3 separate regions of the Mus musculus genome follow, and all the other regions are linked to region 1. The links are chromatin contacts, called in public Hi-C and HiChIP or PLAC-seq maps. All regions are on one chromosome and are shown on one strand. The core of a region is the stretch at or near the end of the contact, and the rest is flanking DNA. Distances in the headings are between cores, read along the strand shown.

Evidence for each region. A called contact is a pair of places that touch in the nucleus more often than the background predicts. HiChIP or PLAC-seq counts read pairs in DNA pulled down with a chosen protein or histone mark.
Region 2: an H3K4me3 HiChIP or PLAC-seq map of craniofacial prominence shows a contact between it and region 1, with 6 times the contacts expected there. The contact joins the enhancer-like site here to the promoter of Nbas in region 1. A contact is called at or near these places in 4 of 39 promoter capture datasets (embryonic stem cells, liver and pre-B cells), 1 of 115 datasets of contacts at active chromatin or transcription factors (craniofacial prominence) and 2 of 9 other capture datasets (adipose tissue and macrophages).
Region 3: a contact with region 1 is called in a Hi-C map of B cells, with 6 read pairs. The contact joins the enhancer-like site here to the promoter of Nbas in region 1. A contact is called at or near these places in 3 of 39 promoter capture datasets (cranial neural crest, maxillary cranial neural crest and pre-B cells), 1 of 484 Hi-C or Micro-C datasets (B cells) and 3 of 115 datasets of contacts at active chromatin or transcription factors (astrocytes, embryonic stem cells and large pre-B cells).

The regions. Positions count from the first base shown.
Region 1 is chr12:13,267,849-13,270,548 of GRCm38.p6, forward strand. It overlaps Nbas (neuroblastoma amplified sequence), which reads left to right and starts at 1,279. Exons shown (of 52, transcript NM_027706.1): 1 at 1,279-1,416. The coding sequence starts at 1,303.
Region 2 is chr12:12,400,390-12,403,089 of GRCm38.p6, forward strand. No RefSeq gene overlaps it. Among named protein-coding and RNA genes, the nearest start is that of 4921511I17Rik, 9.3 kb to the left of the region's middle. Within about 2 kb of position 1,257, at least 31 of the 459 cell types and tissues checked have an H3K27ac peak or open chromatin away from gene starts, as enhancers often do. A contact at or near this core is called in craniofacial prominence, where this site is marked.
Region 3 is chr12:12,300,731-12,303,430 of GRCm38.p6, forward strand. All of the region lies in intron 1 of Cyria (CYFIP related Rac1 interactor A), which reads left to right. Among named protein-coding and RNA genes, the nearest start is that of Gm34407, 13 kb to the left of the region's middle. Within about 2 kb of position 1,366, at least 114 of the 459 cell types and tissues checked have an H3K27ac peak or open chromatin away from gene starts, as enhancers often do. A contact at or near this core is called in B cells and pre-B cells, where this site is marked.

The DNA.
Region 1 (2,700 bases), core at 29-2,528:
AGTGTGAACTTAGACAGGAACAAGAGTTCGGAGGGAAGGTGGCATTTAAACTACAACCGGAAGGAGATGAGAGAGCAATAGCAGAGCCACATCAGGTACAACCTCTGTGTACAAAGAACATCCGTGTCAGATCTCCTGATGTTTATGTGTGTCTGTTGTCTTAGAAACAGCAAAGTTGAATGGTGTGTGTGTGTGTGTGTGTGTGGCAAAAGTTTAGCTGTGAGAGTACAAGGTGCAGATGAACTTGGAGAGACATGGGAACAATTAGACACGCTCCAGTTGTGCATTTTATTATACCATTGCCTAATGCACTAAGTTGGTTATTCTACAGGATAATTTCTGAAAGGTATCTTGTGAATTTTCACTTCTTTTCAACTCAACAACAATGTGGTCGTCTTGGTCGTAATTGGCTCTGCTTACACTAAAGGGCCTTGCAAAGACAGGCATATGCTGAATGAATGAATGAATGAATGAATGAATGAATAAACGAGCAAGCAAATGAGGTAAGTTTCCCCTCTAGGGAATCCTCAAGCTGCCCTATCTTTATCGTCCTCCACACCCTTTCTCAGCTTGGCCTCTCTATTCACCCTGTCTGTTATAGCAACGTAATCTTCCTATGTCTTGTGCACCTCCTAACTGATATATTCTCTCCTGACTTCCAGTGAACCCAATTTCTACCTATAGTTGAAGGCCCAGGGCTGGGCCTGATGGCACATCTCTGTACTCTGAGCACTGGGGAGGCTCAGGCAGGAGGACTGGGTCTGAGGCAGGAGGACTGGGTCTGAGGCTAGTCCATGTTGTATGGTGATTTTTAGGACATCCTCTCTTACACAGCTGACAAGCTCTCCTTGTTACAGGGTGTCTTCATCAGCCTCACTGTTTTTTTCTAGGTGCCTAAAGCACCCTTCCTGTGAACTGAATAACCCCTTGGTACATTTAAAGTCCACTCTCCGAACACGTTCTGTGTTTGCAGAAGAATCTGTACATGAACACCAGCACTCTGGGAGGTTCTTGCAGCTTCGTAGACGCTGACTGGGTAAGAAAAGTTCAGTGACTTGACTCATTTCAGGCACAAATGAACAAAAAGTGGACCAGGGTCCAAGACATATCTCATACAAGACAAGGCCATTCTTAGACCCACAGATCTGTCAAGTTTAGCATTCCCTTTCTGTCATTTTTAGCATTCCCTTTCCGCACTTAATTCATTTCACTCTGCCAATCACCAGCGGCCGCGTCCAGGAAAGTATGACCCGCGCGAGTCGCCGTAGTGCCCCTCCCTCCACCACTCTGTTCCCGGCCAACATGGCGGCCCCCGAGTCAGCGCCGGCTTTGAGTCCCGGCTCTGCGGACGAGGAGGAGACGATTCTCTATGACTTGCTGGTCAATACCGAATGGCCACCTGAGACAGAAGTGCAGGTGAGCCGGGCTCTCTTTTTAAGGCTGTAGGCATGGCGCGGGCGCGGGCGCGGGGCGTGTAAAGCCACGTCGCGGTGCCACGCAGTGCAAGTGGAGCGGGGATAGCAGCTGTGTTGTCTCCTGGCAACGGCGGGGCTGCCGGGTCCAGGGCTCGCTGAAGGGTGTCTGTAGTCAGCCTTGGCTCCGAATTCGGCTGTGTATCCCCACTCAGGCTGTCACCCTCTCGGCAGGTCAGTGTCACTCTTCTTCCCTAGGTCCTTGTCATATCCGGACTTGCCTTGTAATCTTGTTACCTGTGGCGGGAGAATTTCGCAGGACTCTATCGTCCTTTAAAAGTCTCAGTAATACGCATTTACTAGTGTGTGTGTGTGTCTGTCTGTCTCTGTCTCTCTCTGTCTCTGTCTCTCTCTGTCTCTGTCTCTCTCAGTGTGTGTGTGTGATACACACACACACACACACACACACACACACACACACTCGGACCCCAGATATGGTGCAGGCTGCTGGGCATTCAGAGACAGTGTTTTCATGGAACTTGCAGTGTGGAGGAGAGATAGCCAATCCAGTGAACGTTTCTCATTACCAAGCCCGAAGTGCTGGCTGAGTAGAATGCCAAGGGAGTGGAGAGAAAGAAGCAGCGGTTCTCCAATTCTGCTGGAGACAAAGTTGTGGTGTTTGCCAACTTATGGACCCTGGAGTTACTAGTTTCCTAGGGAAAGCCTTCGGGTCATAGGGTGAAAGCAGGAGCCCAAGGCCCATTTACTTGACATACATGGTATCAAGTGCCTGGCATGCCCGTGTGTTAGGCCCTGGGGAAGCAGCATGGCTAGGAAGACTCTTAAATCTGGCCCAGTGAGCTCCTTTACCTTGTCTTCTGAGTATTTATTCTGCTTGTCTTCAATTAGGTCTTGTAATGGCAAAAAGCTGCATATATTGTTATTCGTTTCGGTTTCTAGTGAGTGACGTGGACATTTTGTAGATGATGAAATTGAGAGGCTGCTGCCGCCTTTAAGTTGGATAAAGATATCTAGCATTTCAGAAATGTCTGTAATACTGTCTCAATGCTTAGCACTATACGTTGATTAAAAAAACAACACGGAGTCAACTTATATTGAAATCTCGTTGTCCTCTGCCTTTTCTTATCTGCCTTCTTTATTGATTTCTACATCTGTTTCCTACAGCTGTTGCCCTATAAGCTCTGCCTGGGATCAACTTTATATCCCTCCACTGTGCCAAATTGTTCCCTGATGATTCCTTCATGTTTGTTAAGCGAGCGTCCTAGGG
Region 2 (2,700 bases), core at 7-2,506, 870 kb before region 1:
AAAGACCAGGAAAGCCGCCTGAAAGTCCTCAGTCTCCCACTATATCCCAACTCCAGCAGAAGCGAGGACTGTAGAAAAAGACAAGGAAGCAGCAATGGAAAGGTGGGTTTCTATCTAGATCGGTCTGGTCCTAGATCTCACCTTTCACTGCACAACTGGGTGCTGTTTGTATTGGTGACAGAACATAAATAACACACAAGCTCAAAGTTTAGATCAACTTGCCCTTAGTTCACCAGCTGGATTACTCTAAATACCAGCTAAGTTAAAGGTAGGTGATGCTTATAACAGTAGGTCGCACGTAGGGAGTGGGGGACAAGTGTTTACCCTGCCATCTGTTTCTCCATTGAATCTTTCTGAAATTATGTGAGTATAATCTTTTTTTTTTTTTTTTTTTTTTTTTTTTTTGGGTTTTGGTTTTTTGAAACAGGGTTTCTCTGTGTAGCCCTGGCTGTCCTGGAACTCACTCTGTAGACCAGGCTGGCCTCGAACTCAGAAATCCGCCTGTCTCTGCCTCCCAAATTCTGGGATTAAAGGCGTGAGCCACCATTTTTAGAGTCTATGCTCAAAGCAGCATAAGATAAAAATCTCTTAGAATCACGTGGTCAGGTTGTTCCCCACGCCTCCGTCTTCCACGCGCCACTGTGCACCCTAGTTTACTCTATGCTATTGTACAAGTTGCCTTGAGAGACAAACCACTGGCCCTCGGTTTACCTAACAGCATAGTATAAGGGGTGAGAGTAGACACAATCTCTACACTCTACCCAATCTTACCTTCTGCGCCATCCGGTTTTTCCGGTGCAGTGTTTCTACTTACCATAGGGGGCGCTCGAGGCCAAGACCAGCCTCCTAGGCAGTAATATTTTTCCCAGGACAATTCAGTCAGCTGCCAGCCCGTGCACAAGTTCCCTTGTCACATAAAATTCTCCTTCTGACACTGTTTCCTTTTAGAAAGCAAGTAAATCATAACTTTTCACTTAAGCATTTCTGCTTCTAGTCAGACCTGCTTTAGCCCGAAGTTGAAAAAGAGTACATTTGCTTGGATCGTATTTCAACTCAGTCTAATAGATATTTGCTTAGGGGGGAAAGGGGTTGAAGAAAAAAGGGAAATGTCAAAACGGAATAATAAAATGGTCTATAAACAGAAGCAGGTTTTCTGCGATACGTTACCCCGATAAACCCGATAATGGTTCCCAAATGCACCGCCCTGGGTTGATGCCAGGTTGGGCAGCCGGGTGGGGGTGGGGGGACGCTCTGGGTTATTTTTAATTTTACTGTAGCCAAACCATGACCTCATTCTGATGGAATTCTCTCCCACCAAAGAGCTGTATCGAGTATTTGTCGGCTGAAATTCATTTGAACGTAGATTCATCGGAAACATGTGTGGCCACAAAAGCAGCCCAGAGGAACAGAGGAGTGGGGGAGGGGAAGAGCGGGGTTGTCAAGGAAGCCCTTCCTTTTGTTTTAACCGATCAGACTTGTCCTCGAAGGGGCTTTGGCTCTTTGATGAGAGCCTCTGTTCTTTGTGACCAGTCTGCACCTCTTTAGCTTCCCCAGAACAGGTTTCCCCTAAATAACCAGGACATTCAGTCCAACTCATGACCCTCCAGAGATCATGACCCTGCTACGGCTCTGTGCCTCAGAAGACAGGAACATTGGCTAATATCCAACCAACTTGAAGATAGTCATAATAATAGATATGGTTAATTGCATCCATCCTGTACTTTATAAATGACCTACTGTGTGTATTGTATGTACTGTGTAATAGCTTTCCACATACTATCTCTGATCCTCACAGCAAACGGAGGAGATATGTCACCCTTCATTTCATATATGAAGATGTTGGGGTTAGAGGTATGAACTTTGTAGTAGCACATGATCATTTTGTAGCTTAATCAAGTTTCAAACCTAAGCCTGATTTATGTATGACTTCTGCTCTGTCTAGATTTCCACAACAAAAGTCATATGTAACATAGAGAAAAGGATCCAGACTATTGGATCAGGAAAGTTTCCTGAAAGAGGCATCATTTGGGTGTATATAAAGGACGGATGATATTTGTACAAAAGGAGATACGTTACAGAGACAGATTGTCAGGAAAACTGTTGCATCTGGATGCTGCCAGGTTTGATCTCCAAGAGGGAGTATGGGCAATTCTCATGGGCTTATGCCACAGAGCACACCTGACTTCCAAATGCCTTGAACAGGCTTGACCTGAAGGGGCATCTAGTGTGATTGACAGGTTTGGAAAAGGAAGGGCTAACATGACCACAATGAGGCAACTGGAGTGGAGACAGGAAGGCTGGGAAGGCATGAGAAGACCGGGAAGGAGGTTAAGAGAGGGAGCTAGTTACAGGGAGAGCTCACATGATAGGCAAAAATGTAATGCAGAGTATGTGGTGACTGACTAGCTGGCAAGGGGCTGGGGAGTGGGAAAGAGAATCTAGCATGGATCCAGGTCTCTGGAAAGGAGTGACGGGGTTGGCATGGCATCGTCTTCCCAAAGCGTGTTTGTGGGCAACATGAGCAAATCTACTGACTGAGCGTGTTCAGCTTGAGTTCTGCTGTTCTGTCTCCCCAGATTCCCACAAGGCTGGCTGAAATCATGTTCTTTCTGTCCCTGGGCTCTGAGCAAAAGCTCCAAGAGAAGGCGCAGATAGAGTGCCATAGCTTCTCATGTTCCATCGTCTAACCAAGTCGGTCAC
Region 3 (2,700 bases), core at 116-2,615, 970 kb before region 1:
TGTTAGACCTTGAAACAGTTTTCACTGGGTCTTTGTGATCATATCTAGGGAAAAAAAGAGGCGATGGGGCCATAATGAGAGCACTCAGTCCCCCTTGTTACCCAAATGCTAGCCAATGGATCCAAGCCAGGTTGATGGCAACAAAAGCCACAGAGACACAAGCTTCCCAGTGAAGTGCCTTCTCTAAGTCTGGACTGTACTTTTTATTAGCTTTGCTGATGCACAGCCAATTAGGAGAAACCAAGGAGTGGTAGAACATGTCGCCTTGTTTGTTAAGGGTTCTGCATTCTCTGCTCAGTCATGGTGCCGTGTGAGAACAAAGAGAAATGCTAAAACTTAAGTCTGTGTGTGTGTGTGTGTGTGTGTGTGTGTGTGTGTGTGTGTGTGAGAAAGAGACAGAGACAGACAGGCAGAGAGACAGAGAGACAGAGACAGAGAGGAACAGAAAGAGAGTCAGGCAGAGAGATTCAGAGACAGACCTGGTTTGAATTAGGGTTCTTTATAAAGAGCACGAGGGGGGTGTCATTTATTGAATCATGAACAACCTCAGTAGTGACTGGATGACAGTTGTTCAGCAGTAACCATTAGCTACCAACAGTCCCTCAGGGAGCAGTGGGCCTCTTGACCCTCCTCTATATAATAGAGCTATTTTTGTGAGGTGGTTGAGCCATCAGCAGGTGATGTCATGTTTAATGATGTGTATTTGGACATGGGGAAGCTCTGGAGGCCTCTGTGAGTATCAAAGTCAACAAAATGGGTAGGAGACATCCTAGCAGGGTCTTAGCCATGCCGTGGAGACCCTCTGGGTTATCTGGATGAAGATAGCCCATCCACGTTGGGTGAATGAGATTCACTTAGGCCTTCTGAACGACTAGTAATTTGAAAGTGGCTGAGAGAGAAAACAGATGGTGGTGACATGGGAAAGCTCTGGTGACTCAACAGCTTCTCTTTTGTTTCTAGAACCTTCCATGGCTCACCTGATCTCTCAGGCTTTGCCAAGAGGAGATGGCCTTGTCCTCCAACCCTTTGGAAATTCACTTTCTTTAGCATTTACACCCGGCTTTGTGTTGGAAAGGCCAGGCTGTGGTGCTGGAAATAAAATTTATGGGCACCCACCCACAGGACCCTCTTCCTCATTTACACCACACCCTATTTTCCAAAAACACAGGTCCCAGCTCCACAAGTCTGCTCAGAAAACACTCTCTCACAGAGGGCGTTTCAAAGTAGCTGTTTTCTCTATCATTTCCTACCCCCACTTCACTTCCTGTTTTTTTCTTCCTCTTTCTCCGCCCCCACCCCATCTCTCCTGGCATGTCCCCCGCTGTCTGAGAACAGGAACAGAGCCCAGAGCGTTGATAATCATAATTTCCTGTGGTGCCCTCTGGCTGCAGCTGCTCAGAGCTGAGGCTAGGAGTCCAGCCTCCTGGGGCAGGCAGGCAGGCAGGCAGGGAGCTGGGCAGTCACCCTTGGCTTTCAAAATCCCCTCCACCCTGTCCCAAACAGAACCTAGTAAGAATACTCCTCCCTGTCTTTAGAACACAGGCAGCTTCCAAAGCACTGTGTCCTACATTTGAGGAAGACAATGACTACATAGACAACTTTTGATTTTTCACCCCAATAACTGTAATTCCGTTGATATGGACACCAAGATCTGAGAGTCAGGTGCGGCCCTGTTTCTCTTTCTTTTCCATATTTTAACTTTTGACCATACTTGCTTCCTTCTCTTAACCCCTCCCTCTACTGGTGACACTCCTTTTTCTCTTCTTCCCAGTTAGTCTTCCTCCTCTTTCCTTGCTTGTGTGTGAGTATGCATGTGCATATATATGTGTGTATGCATGTGTGTCTGTAAAAAAGCAGAGGCCACTTACTGCTGTGTCGCTGTTTCACAGTCATTCATAACAATATTTTATAGCAATGTATGTGTACGTGTGTGTGTGTTTATGTGTGTTTGCGTGTGTGTGTGTGTGTGTGTGTGTGTGTGTGTGTTTGCATGTGTGTGTGTTCAAGGAAACCCTGTGCAGGTTGGACTCATCTTTTGTTCTACAGTGCACTTTCTTCATGCCTCAGCAGATGTAGCTGTAAAAAGTTCATGGTTTTGGTTGCTTGGACAAGTGGAGTTCATGGTACCTAGTTAGGACAGTTTTAAGCCAAGTTGGGGAAACATCTGTGTAGAATTCACATGGTATGCCTGGCAGATAGGATTTGGTTAGCAAATGTTAGGTGCTAGATACTTGCACGGCTTCTTTCCGCCCATTTTCTGTGTAGAAGGGTGTCTGGTCAAATTCACTGGCAGGTCAGAAAATCTTTTTAAGAATTGGTACTCAAGGAACACGTCCATAACTTTCCCTATTCTTCTGCAAGATAGGGAGGGAGAGAGGGAGGGAGAGGGAGAGAATTGTTGCCACTAAAAAGCAGAGGCCACCTACTGCTGTGTCCCTGTTTCACAGTCTTTCATAACAATATTTTTATAACAAGAAACATGGGCACCATCCCAGCCACATAGCTGCAGTGGACTGTTTTACCAATTTAGTCTCTTCATGGTAAAACCATAAAAGCTACAAAAACCGCAGTCTGTGGAAAGCATCACCTCCCTGTGTGAACTCTGCTTTTAAAGGGGAGCTGAAACGTGTCTCAGTGTGTGACATGCTTGCTGTACAAGTGTGAAGACCTATGTTCAGATCTTCAGTGTTCACGTTCGGC